Regions from separate parts of the Mus musculus genome. Here all the other regions are linked to region 2. A link is a contact called in public HiCAR-type and HiChIP or PLAC-seq data. All regions are on one chromosome and are shown on one strand. The core of a region is the stretch at or near the end of the contact, and the rest is flanking DNA. Distances in the headings are between cores, read along the strand shown.

What was found. HiCAR-type assays count read pairs that join an accessible place to other places. HiChIP or PLAC-seq counts read pairs in DNA pulled down with a chosen protein or histone mark.
Region 1: a HiCAR-type map of embryonic stem cells shows a contact between it and region 2, with 5 times the contacts expected there. The contact joins two enhancer-like sites. A contact is called at or near these places in 2 of 115 datasets of contacts at active chromatin or transcription factors (both in embryonic stem cells) and 1 of 9 other capture datasets (embryonic stem cells).
Region 3: an H3K27ac HiChIP or PLAC-seq map of embryonic stem cells shows a contact between it and region 2, with 4 times the contacts expected there. The contact joins two enhancer-like sites. A contact is called at or near these places in 1 of 484 Hi-C or Micro-C datasets (embryonic stem cells), 1 of 115 datasets of contacts at active chromatin or transcription factors (embryonic stem cells) and 1 of 9 other capture datasets (embryonic stem cells).

Annotation. Positions count from the first base shown.
Region 1 is chr6:31,895,779-31,898,726 of GRCm38.p6, reverse strand. No RefSeq gene overlaps it. Among named protein-coding and RNA genes, the nearest start is that of Gm31894, 120 kb to the left of the region's middle. Within about 2 kb of position 1,601, at least 5 of the 459 cell types and tissues checked have an H3K27ac peak or open chromatin away from gene starts, as enhancers often do. A contact at or near this core is called in embryonic stem cells, where this site is marked.
Region 2 is chr6:32,705,224-32,708,397 of GRCm38.p6, reverse strand. No RefSeq gene overlaps it. Among named protein-coding and RNA genes, the nearest start is that of Gm32007, 50 kb to the right of the region's middle. Within about 2 kb of position 1,842, at least 13 of the 459 cell types and tissues checked have an H3K27ac peak or open chromatin away from gene starts, as enhancers often do. A contact at or near this core is called in embryonic stem cells, where this site is marked.
Region 3 is chr6:31,935,986-31,939,113 of GRCm38.p6, reverse strand. No RefSeq gene overlaps it. Among named protein-coding and RNA genes, the nearest start is that of Gm31894, 80 kb to the left of the region's middle. Within about 2 kb of position 1,868, at least 48 of the 459 cell types and tissues checked have an H3K27ac peak or open chromatin away from gene starts, as enhancers often do. A contact at or near this core is called in embryonic stem cells, where this site is marked.

The sequences.
Region 1 (2,948 bases), core at 352-2,851, 810 kb after region 2:
AAAGGCTCCTTTCCTCCCTCCCCCTAAACTGAGTCTGAGAAAAACTTAGAACAGGGAGAGTTGGGGTACTTGAAGAAACCAGGCTCTCTGAGAAAGGCTGAGGAAGCAAAGGAGACAGGTGAGGAGTTTATATGCTGCTCCCCAGAGTAGGGGATAATAGACTCCTAGGATAATGATTGGAGGGGCTGCTTTAATAAGACTCTGTATGTGCACTGGACCACCCCAGGGAGCCAGTGGCTAACTGGCAGAGCTGGCTGGAGCGCTGGATTCATGTGCCTTGCATTGGTGCCTACAGATGTACTCCCTCTGCACTTCGGGACTGAGGAGGGGGACGCAACCTGCAGAACTCTAAAGATGTGGGGTTATTTGTTGGAATAGGGAAGGGAGAAAGTGGGGGTAGATCTGTGTGGACAGTGAATGTTCCAACCATAAGCCCACACACACATACACATGCGCACACACACACACACACACACACACACACACACGCGGGGGGGGGGGGACAGAGACACAGAAACAGAGAAGGAGATTTTTAAAGGGGAGAAGAGAATACACACAGAGGGACATAGACAACCTATGACCCAGACCTTCCTTCCAATAGCTTTTCTGGGGTGGGGTGGGGGTGGAAAGGGGGTGCATGTGTGCAGACACCAAAGGACAGGCTCTAGAATCATTCCTCAGGTACCCCTCGCCCTGATTTTTGCAACAAGGTTCCTCACTGACTTGGAAATTGCCAAGTAGGCTAGGCAAGCCAGCCAGCACACCCCAGGGTGAATCACCATACCCTACTTTCACCCTACTTTTCTAAATCCAGGTTCTCAGACCACAGTCTTACTATGTCTCAAAACTTTCCTGAAGGAAGGGGCCTGGATGCTGTCAGCCCCAGGACAATGAGCTAGACTGCCCTTTGTCTAATCTTCTTCTTGTCACTGTCCCTATGCCCTGAGACTCTCTCTCTTCCCTCTCCAAGTTCCTTGGGTGTCCCTCATAAAATCTCCACAAACACAAACCACAGAAGGCCTGGCTTTCTTGAGAAGTCCACTGCGAGCTAGCTGCCTTTCCTACAAGCTCCACTTTCCTGCAAAGCCATCCTCACAGGGTACCCGAGGAGAGGCTCTGTAAGAGCATCACTTCCTTACCACGAAGCAGTAAGGTACTTTCCTTCGATGCTGACTCTACCTTAAAGCCAGAAGAACCCTATTCCCCAGGATCCTCCATGGGGCCAGAGACCAGATTATAATAGTCAAGGGTTGAGTAAAGGTCACGTCTATAATGCTACCCTCTTATCCACACTCTGGAGACCCGGGTTGGCTTCTGGAAGCTGTGGGGAGGGGTGTGAGCTCAAGTTCATATGCTGATTTTGCTCAGTGGATATCAATGGCCTTCAGCAGTGATGCTTTTGGTAGCTGAGTCCTCTGCCAGCCTCTCAGTCAAATTACTGGTGTTATAGGAATCTGTTTTTAAAACTCCCTCTGCAAGTCAATAGAATGTCAATTTAGTTCTTCTTTTGTTAAGTCTGTATAATGCCTGTCCTTTTCTTTGCCTGTTAAATGAATCTCAGGGTCACCTCCCAGCCCTGCTCTCCTTCACTGTCCTCAGTAAGCCATCTGCCCTTGAGCCTTGGGGCAGTAAACTGCCTTATGTTCCCGGTTCTGTTTCCCCTCCTCCACAGTCCCCATCCTCACGAAAGAAAAGTCACCAAGTAACGGCCAGAGGGTGAAGGTCATAGCATAGCTCAGAAGGTGGAAGGATGGAAGCCTCGGTCATGAAGAGGCATCTGAACTCTTATAACCTCTTCTATGTGTCAAGATTCTTGAATTACAAAGATTGGAAACCAACTCCCTTAAAGGAGACGCTAGAGAACAGGAGCTAAGCAAAACCCTTGGGTTGTCCCAGCGGCATCAGTGTGTCCGTTGTGGTGTCATGTTGGGAAGAGCCTGGTCACTGGCAGAGGCACCCAAATGGTTTCAGTCTCCATTTCTATGCCCAAGATCTGAATCCCCAGCAGGCACCTCTAACAGTGAGGCTTGTACCATATGTTCTTCCGTTGTCTGGAAAAGGTAGAGATTCTGGTTATCTATCACCCCCAGAGTGCTCGTGGAGATCTAGGAAGCAATAAGCCTGGAAATAAACACAATAGTTGCTGAGGCTCAAGTAAGAGTAGTCGCCCAAGGGCATGTGTTAGAAACTAGCTCCCCTTTCTCCTGTCAATCAAAGATTCTTGCTGTTGCCACATAGTGACAGTCATAGAAGCCAAAAACAATACAAAGACTGCTCTTATATCCACAACTTAGTAGATCAATTTTCCACAACATAATTCTCTCTTATCTTCACTCACTCTGACCAAGGATCTCTAGAAACCTGAGCTTCAACCAGCTCAGCTCACCTCTGGGACTCAGGAATTCGCTTGCCAAAAGCAACTTTCTGTAGCTTTGACTGATAGGAAACCAAGACACTACTTGGCAAAATGAAGTTAATGAACTGGCTTTTCCATGAGTTGGCTGATAGTGTATTTCCACAGGGCTCCCACACGCAGGACCACACCTGGAACCACCTTCTGAGAAGGTCAGAGAGTTCTAAGGTCTTCTCTAGCAGACAGGAAATCACTTCAAGTTTAGGAACCACCTGCTTGATCCCAGAAGCTTCTATTGATAACATGGTTCCACCCTTCAGAACAGAGTTAGAAGATCTAGAGCGCCCCCTAAGGGCTTGTGAGCTAAAGGCTTCATCTACTAATGGAGCTGTTGGTGGAACATGTAGGAAAACTTGCTACATTGAGAGGTAAGCTCTCAGCAGTTTCTACCGCCAATACCCTAGACTTTCCCATGTTGCCCTCCATCCTTGTTTCCTATCTCTCTCCCATCCTCAGCTGGAAAGAACTGGAGGGCCATAGAGAGGGTGTTTGAATTGTTGTCCTGCAACCCATCCAGATTCATCCCAGATGCTTA
Region 2 (3,174 bases), core at 593-3,092:
GAGCCCATCACTGCTAACAGCAGCTGTCTTCTGTCTTCCTGTGGGCTCCCCCCTCACTCTCTGAGCTCCAGCACAGGTCTGAAAGCCTTCTTGGTGGGTGTTGATCTTACTGCCAGAGAAAGTGGATAATGTGCTAAACAGTGACCTCTTGGGTATCTGACCAACCACTTTCAGCATTGAGGGGTTTTTCCGGATGGATAAGAAAGGAGATGAACAACTAAGAGGTTGTTTCCCCTGAAGGGGTCTTGACAGCTCCTGGCAGCCACAAGCCCTTTCTTTCCTTCATTGCTCTTTGCTCTCTGCCAACCACTCCAAGTATCTTTGGCAGGAGACTGCAAGGGGATGATGACCTCTGTGGCTGGAGAAAGAAGAGGGGTGCAGGGAAGTGTCTGTGTGAGTCACAACCACACCCTTCTCTTTCTCACTCCTGTTCAGGGGACTTGAAACATCCTGGTCCCAGGTAAATGTATCTTTTTAATGTATCTTACAGATGTGACCACCTCTACCCCAGGTAATGAACTTATGAGAGAAAAGGATTACATTAGAATACTAGGGCTCAGTGGGTGGGGGTCATCAGATAGTCATTTCTTGAAATATGCCATGGCAGGTTTACACCACAAAAATAGTGTTTTTGTGTGTGTGTGTGTGTGTGTGTGTGTGTGTGTTGTGTGTGTGTGTGTGTGTGTGTAAAATGAGACTAGCTAGTCTGGCTAGCAATGCCACATGATCAGATCTGCCTATCCCCCATTCTCCCTCCACAGTTCTGGAGTCACATGACCAGCTCTTAATGTGTTTGGGATCTGAAGTCAGGTCTTCATGCTTACACAGCAAGCACTTTCTTAATCAGTATACTGAACAGTCTTCCAGGCATGGGATCTTTTTTATCTTGAGAACTTGTTTGCTATGAAAACCACTCACATCCAGGCTGCACAGCCAGAACAATGAAATTCGAATCTGTGTGTGTCTGAGGTGTGATGATTTCAGAACTCAGGTAGTTTTAAGATTCAGCTAAACTTGGACCTGGGGGCACTTTCTAAGCTAACTCCTCATTTTACACAGCAGGGGGTGGGATCAAAGGTGTAGATTAAAGCTGCCCCCCACTCCCGCAAGAAAACAAAACAAAACAAAAAACCCCACACCCCCAAACCAAAAAAACTCTGGTAGCTTCCAGGGTGATTTCCAGACCCTAGGACAATTCAACTTTCTCCTACAAAGTTAAAGGATGTGCAGCCTCATCTCTGTACCATTTGGCCTCTTTGGCTCTCCCCTCTGTCCCACATTCCTTTACCTGACCCTTCTTGTTAGCTATCAAGCAGCACTTGCTAGGAACTGAGGCTCCACATAAGGCTCCTGTAGGAAACAAGAGTCCCTGCCCTTACCATGCAGAGGAGCAACATTTCCGATGGTTCAGGATTCCTCAAAGTTGGGAATTGGGCCTTCACTCCTCAAAACATCCTGGTCCTTCTGTCCCAGGGAAGCCCCTCATCTGTATACAAAAGGATGGCCAGAGAAGGCAGCGGGCCCTTCTCCTAAGAGGGGATGAGTAATGAAAATACTTTACAAAGTACTTTCACAAGCATGATCTCATTTGGGTTGATGACCCAGGGGCTCCTGAATGGAGAAAGGAGTGGGGGGCTTGGGAATTCAAATTGCATCTCCATTGTCTTGGGAAACCCTTTCCGGCAAATAGGAGTCAGCAAATCCCCACCTTCCCATCCCTCCTTCTCAGTCCAGGAGCATTTAGAACTAATTGAATCACCAGCTCAGCTAATGCAGCCTCCATTAAGACCACAATGTCCCTAGGGAGAAGCCATTGAAGATAAGTAGAAAGAGCCACACCCAACTCCAGGATCACCCCAGCCCCCCACTGCCTTAGTCATCTTAGTGCCCCATGGACCTGCCTGTCTGACCCCTTAGATGTGTGGTGGGAGGGGCTGAGAGCAGGAATAATTTATGTACTCCATTTATTTCCTTATCCCAAGGAAAAAAATGTAATCTTAGTAGAATTGATAGATATACATTCCTAATAGGTGATGTGTTTCTCTTCTTGGTTTTTCTCTTGAAATAAACTCTTTCTCTTTTGGGGAAATTGAATCACAAAGTAAATAGCTGACTGCCCAAAGGTCGGGGGCAGGGGTGGGGGGAGCTGGAAAGGTAGCAATAAAAACTTGGTGCTCTGACTTGTTAACACTCAGACAACAGCAACTTTTATCTGAGGTAGGATGTTGGTTGGGTTTACTTACTGAATTATGCTAGCCGTTGGGTGGGGTTAGGAGATGGGGTTAGAGATGGGGTGAGGGGTTAGGAGAGGGAAGCAATCACAGCAAGACAGGCAGTCCAGGTTCTGGGAGTTGTGGGTCTGATGGCCAGGGTTAGTGTGGGAATGCTAAACTCCTATGTGTAAACGAAGAGAGGGAACTGGTTAACTTGGGTCAAGTGTGCTTTATCTCCCACCAGTGTGTTGGTGTACATGCTGTAGTTCTGTAAAGGCTGAACACTTACCAAGTCCTTCCAGAGCTCTCTTTCCATGCTCAAGTCACCATGACTATATCACCATATACACACTGCACACGGCAGGGCTCCCAGGGCTCCTCTCCCATCCCCCACGCAGCTCTGTGCCAGGGATGAAAGCGTGTCTGATTTGTAAGTTGGCCTTTCAGTTTCACCTGGTCTGTCTGCGCTCCATCTCCACTGTCTGGATTTCCTGGGTGATGATAGAGCAGGCAGCCATCAGCCAAGTCAGTCCAGCGCTGCTGAGGGCCCTGGTGATTAACGGTCAGTGTTTAGGTCAGCGATGAATTCTTTCAGAGAGGTTTGAGCTTTCCCTTTTAAAAAGAGAACAACACATTTGCATGTTGCATCACAGTATCTTTTTCTGAGAAAGATTGAACAAGACAAAAAAAAAGCACACAAAAATAAAAATATTATTTGCCACCACCCAGGAACAAATACTGCAAGTGTTTCTTGCCAACTTTTTAACTAAAATGTGAAACACACACACACACACACACACACACAATACATGTATTTATATTCACACATATATCTACATAAGAGTACAGTCTCCATGATCCAAAGTGTACCCTCTTATCCAGAGTGGCTTTATTTTGGCTATATACCTATATATCTATTGTTTCACCAATAGAAGGGCAGTCTCAGAGATTAGAGTGGAGT
Region 3 (3,128 bases), core at 619-3,118, 770 kb after region 2:
GTGTAGTGTTGCTGATGAGCATGGCTGTTCAAGGAGATGGTCGCAGCATCTGCAGGTGATGCTCACACTAACTGTCTCAAGGACATGGTGACCAGGTAGCCTTCCTCCTCAAGGAGCAGAAAGAAGGCAGCAGCAGGGATTGGAATGGGACGGTCTGCCTGTCAGTCAACCTAGTCCCCTGAGTCCCCCAGACATGGCTCTGGCATGCCAGAGGGCTGAGGCCAGTATGCTCTACGAAAGAACTGAGAGAAAGGTACAAACCCAGGCTTGAGCCCTGGAAGGGACTTTAGAGATGATCAATTTTTAAATAATCTCCGCTTCATATTCAGAAACTTGACACACAAGGGCTTGGTGACCTGCCCAAAGAAACATGGAGAGATCGCCAAGTTTATAAACCCTGCCCCTCCACCCCACTCCCACCCTATTAGGAATTGATGCTTCTCTGCTCCTCTGGGAACAGTCTGACCTGTGCTCAGATGAAATGCTAATCCTGAGCGACTCACCGATGTGGTCAGTACGCTCTGAAGCCCCGCCCCCTCTTCTCCGTTTTCTTCCCCAAGCCACTCTGCTTCCTTAAAGGCAGAACAGATGAGGAAGGCACACACACAGATGTGCCAGGATCTGCAGCTGGCAGGCTCGGAAGCCCTCTCTCTTAAGCATTGCTCCACCCTAGCCTGCACCAGTAGCAAAGAAGTAAAGACCTCGCGGATGAATGAGAACGGGGCGGTGGGAAACCCAATTCGTTCTCCAAGGACACGAGCGCCCTCTGCTGTTCGCATGATGAATTACGGATTCGGACTAAACCGCATGAACGCAGCAGCTAAGTCTCACCAAATCAAGAGGGTTGCAGCCACCACCACCACCACCACCACCACCACCACCACCACCACCACCAACAACAACAACAACAACAACAACAACAACAACAACAACAACAACAACAACAACAACAACAACACATAACTAAAGAAAAGACCAATAAAAGTGAGACCCAAAGTGGAATCTGGGAGGAGAAAAGCTGCCTGAGTTCTTCTATGTGGACCTTCGAGCAAAGTTCAAGGTCCTGCCCATTCCCCATTTACCCGCTTTGTGCTCCCCAGGTATTTTCTAGTTTGATTTCAAAGCAAGCTGTGTAGTGATTTGGGGGTAGGGGGAGCCTACTTACTCCACAACCTCTTGAGTTCTGAGAGTTTATAAATATTCACCTTGGCAACTTTGAGCACAGATCAAAGCTACAGTAGATAGGATGAAGGACTAGAACGCTGGGATACAGCTCCATGGCTGTCACTTCCTACTCGTGTTGGACCTTTCTGTGCCTCGCTCTCCTCATCTGTAGAATGGGTCTTCTGAGTCCTAGGGAATTCCCTTAGGTAACAGATGGTGCAGTTTTGGCAAGCCAGGGTGGAGAGATCCGATTCAGGCCCCCGACCCTTATCAGTTTTCTTCCCTGTTTTGTGAGCAGTAGTGAGGTAAAGGGGTTACAGAGATAGGACACTGTCTTGCTCCATTTCTCCACATGGGTGACCACAGAGCAAGGCCTCTGGTAATTCTATTGCAGCCTTGGCGATTTACTGAGCTCCTATTAGTAGGCAAGGCCTGCTGTGTAAATTCTGCGGGCTCCTGAGGACTGGTGCTCAGGAAGACAGGAGGGCACAGAGTAGAGATCCCAGAACAGCATAGGAGCCTTGAGATTGGAGCCTGGGAGGCCAAGGACAGGCCAGCTTCCTCTGAGTCTAGCATTTCCCGAGGCCAGCCCTGAAATGACTTTCCTTGTCTAAAAGGTCAAGGTCATGGGCTTGGGGGTGTAGTGCTGTAAGGCAGAGCGCTACCATGTGTGTCTCCCGACAGCTGCTCTGTCTCCTGGTCTCAGTGACAACACAGCCGTTAAGGAGACCTCGCCCGTGATCGGTGTGGAGGATGCGCGTACATTATCATATGATCATGGCATTCGTCAGCGATCCCTTTCCTATTTTCTGCATGAGGCTCCCTTATTTGAATGTGTTTCCTCAACAGAAATGAGAACTCTTCTTTGTCCCTTCTTCGGTCCCAGAGCTGTGGTGGGGCGGGGATATCCCAGGTGCATCTGCGAGGAAGCTTCCAGAGGGACCCAGAATGCTATTACTGAAGGCTAAATGTTCCGTGGCTAAAAGCTGCTGTAGCAATCTTGGCATCCACTCTGTTTGAATGGGTACATTACTGTAATGTCCCATTGCTGCCGTCAGCACGCAGAGGGCTGGGCTATTTGTAACCGCTGAGACGCCTGAGCAGCAACATAAAGATCAAATGGTAGAGACTTCCTCTGCCTCAGCTGAGACAACCAGGCTCAGGGCTTTGAATTTGGCCGGCCACCTACCTCAGAAGCTGTGGCCCAGGGCTTCTGGTGTGTGGGAGCGCTACGGGGAGAGGAGGGTGGTAAGACAGGGTGGGCTAGAGAGAGAAAATAAGGGGAGAGGGCAGAGGCAAGGTGTGGACCCAGGAGCGAAGACTTCGGCATAACTCCACCCCCACGCTCCTGAACCCTGTCCTGAAGCCACCATCTGCCCCCTATCCAGCCCCCTCTGCCCCTCAGATCAGGTCGATGACTTCAAGGTGTTCAGGAGAGCAGCTGCAGGTTTCTACCCCTGCTATCACACACAGAAGAAGATGCAAAACCAGTCGCTCCCCCAAGGTCCAATGTGGGTGCAGGGAGGGCTGGGGGACTTTTAGTGTTCTGGATGGAATTTAGAAGGTGAGAGGAGATGAAAATACGGTAGGAGGGATCAATATGTCAAGATCATGTTACCACGCACTCAAGGCTACTTCTGCCTTATGTGGCGTTAAACCTCCCCGCCCCACACACCACCACCACCACCACCACCCCACCCCGCCAAGTCGTTATGTGGTCTGGTTGTTCCTGTCCGTGGGTCCCCATCCACACCCTGGGAGTTCATATGAGCTTTGATCATGTTGATTTAAAGGGGCTTGTTTTCTTGGCCTCCTCTGTCCCCTCTGGCTCTTACCCCCTCTCTGCTTCCTCTTCCTCGGGGTTCCCTGGGGGGGGGGACTTGATGGAGACACCCCATGTAGGGATGAGTGCCTCTGATCTTCTCTATACACTGCCAGCTGACACCCTTATGGCTGTGTGGTGG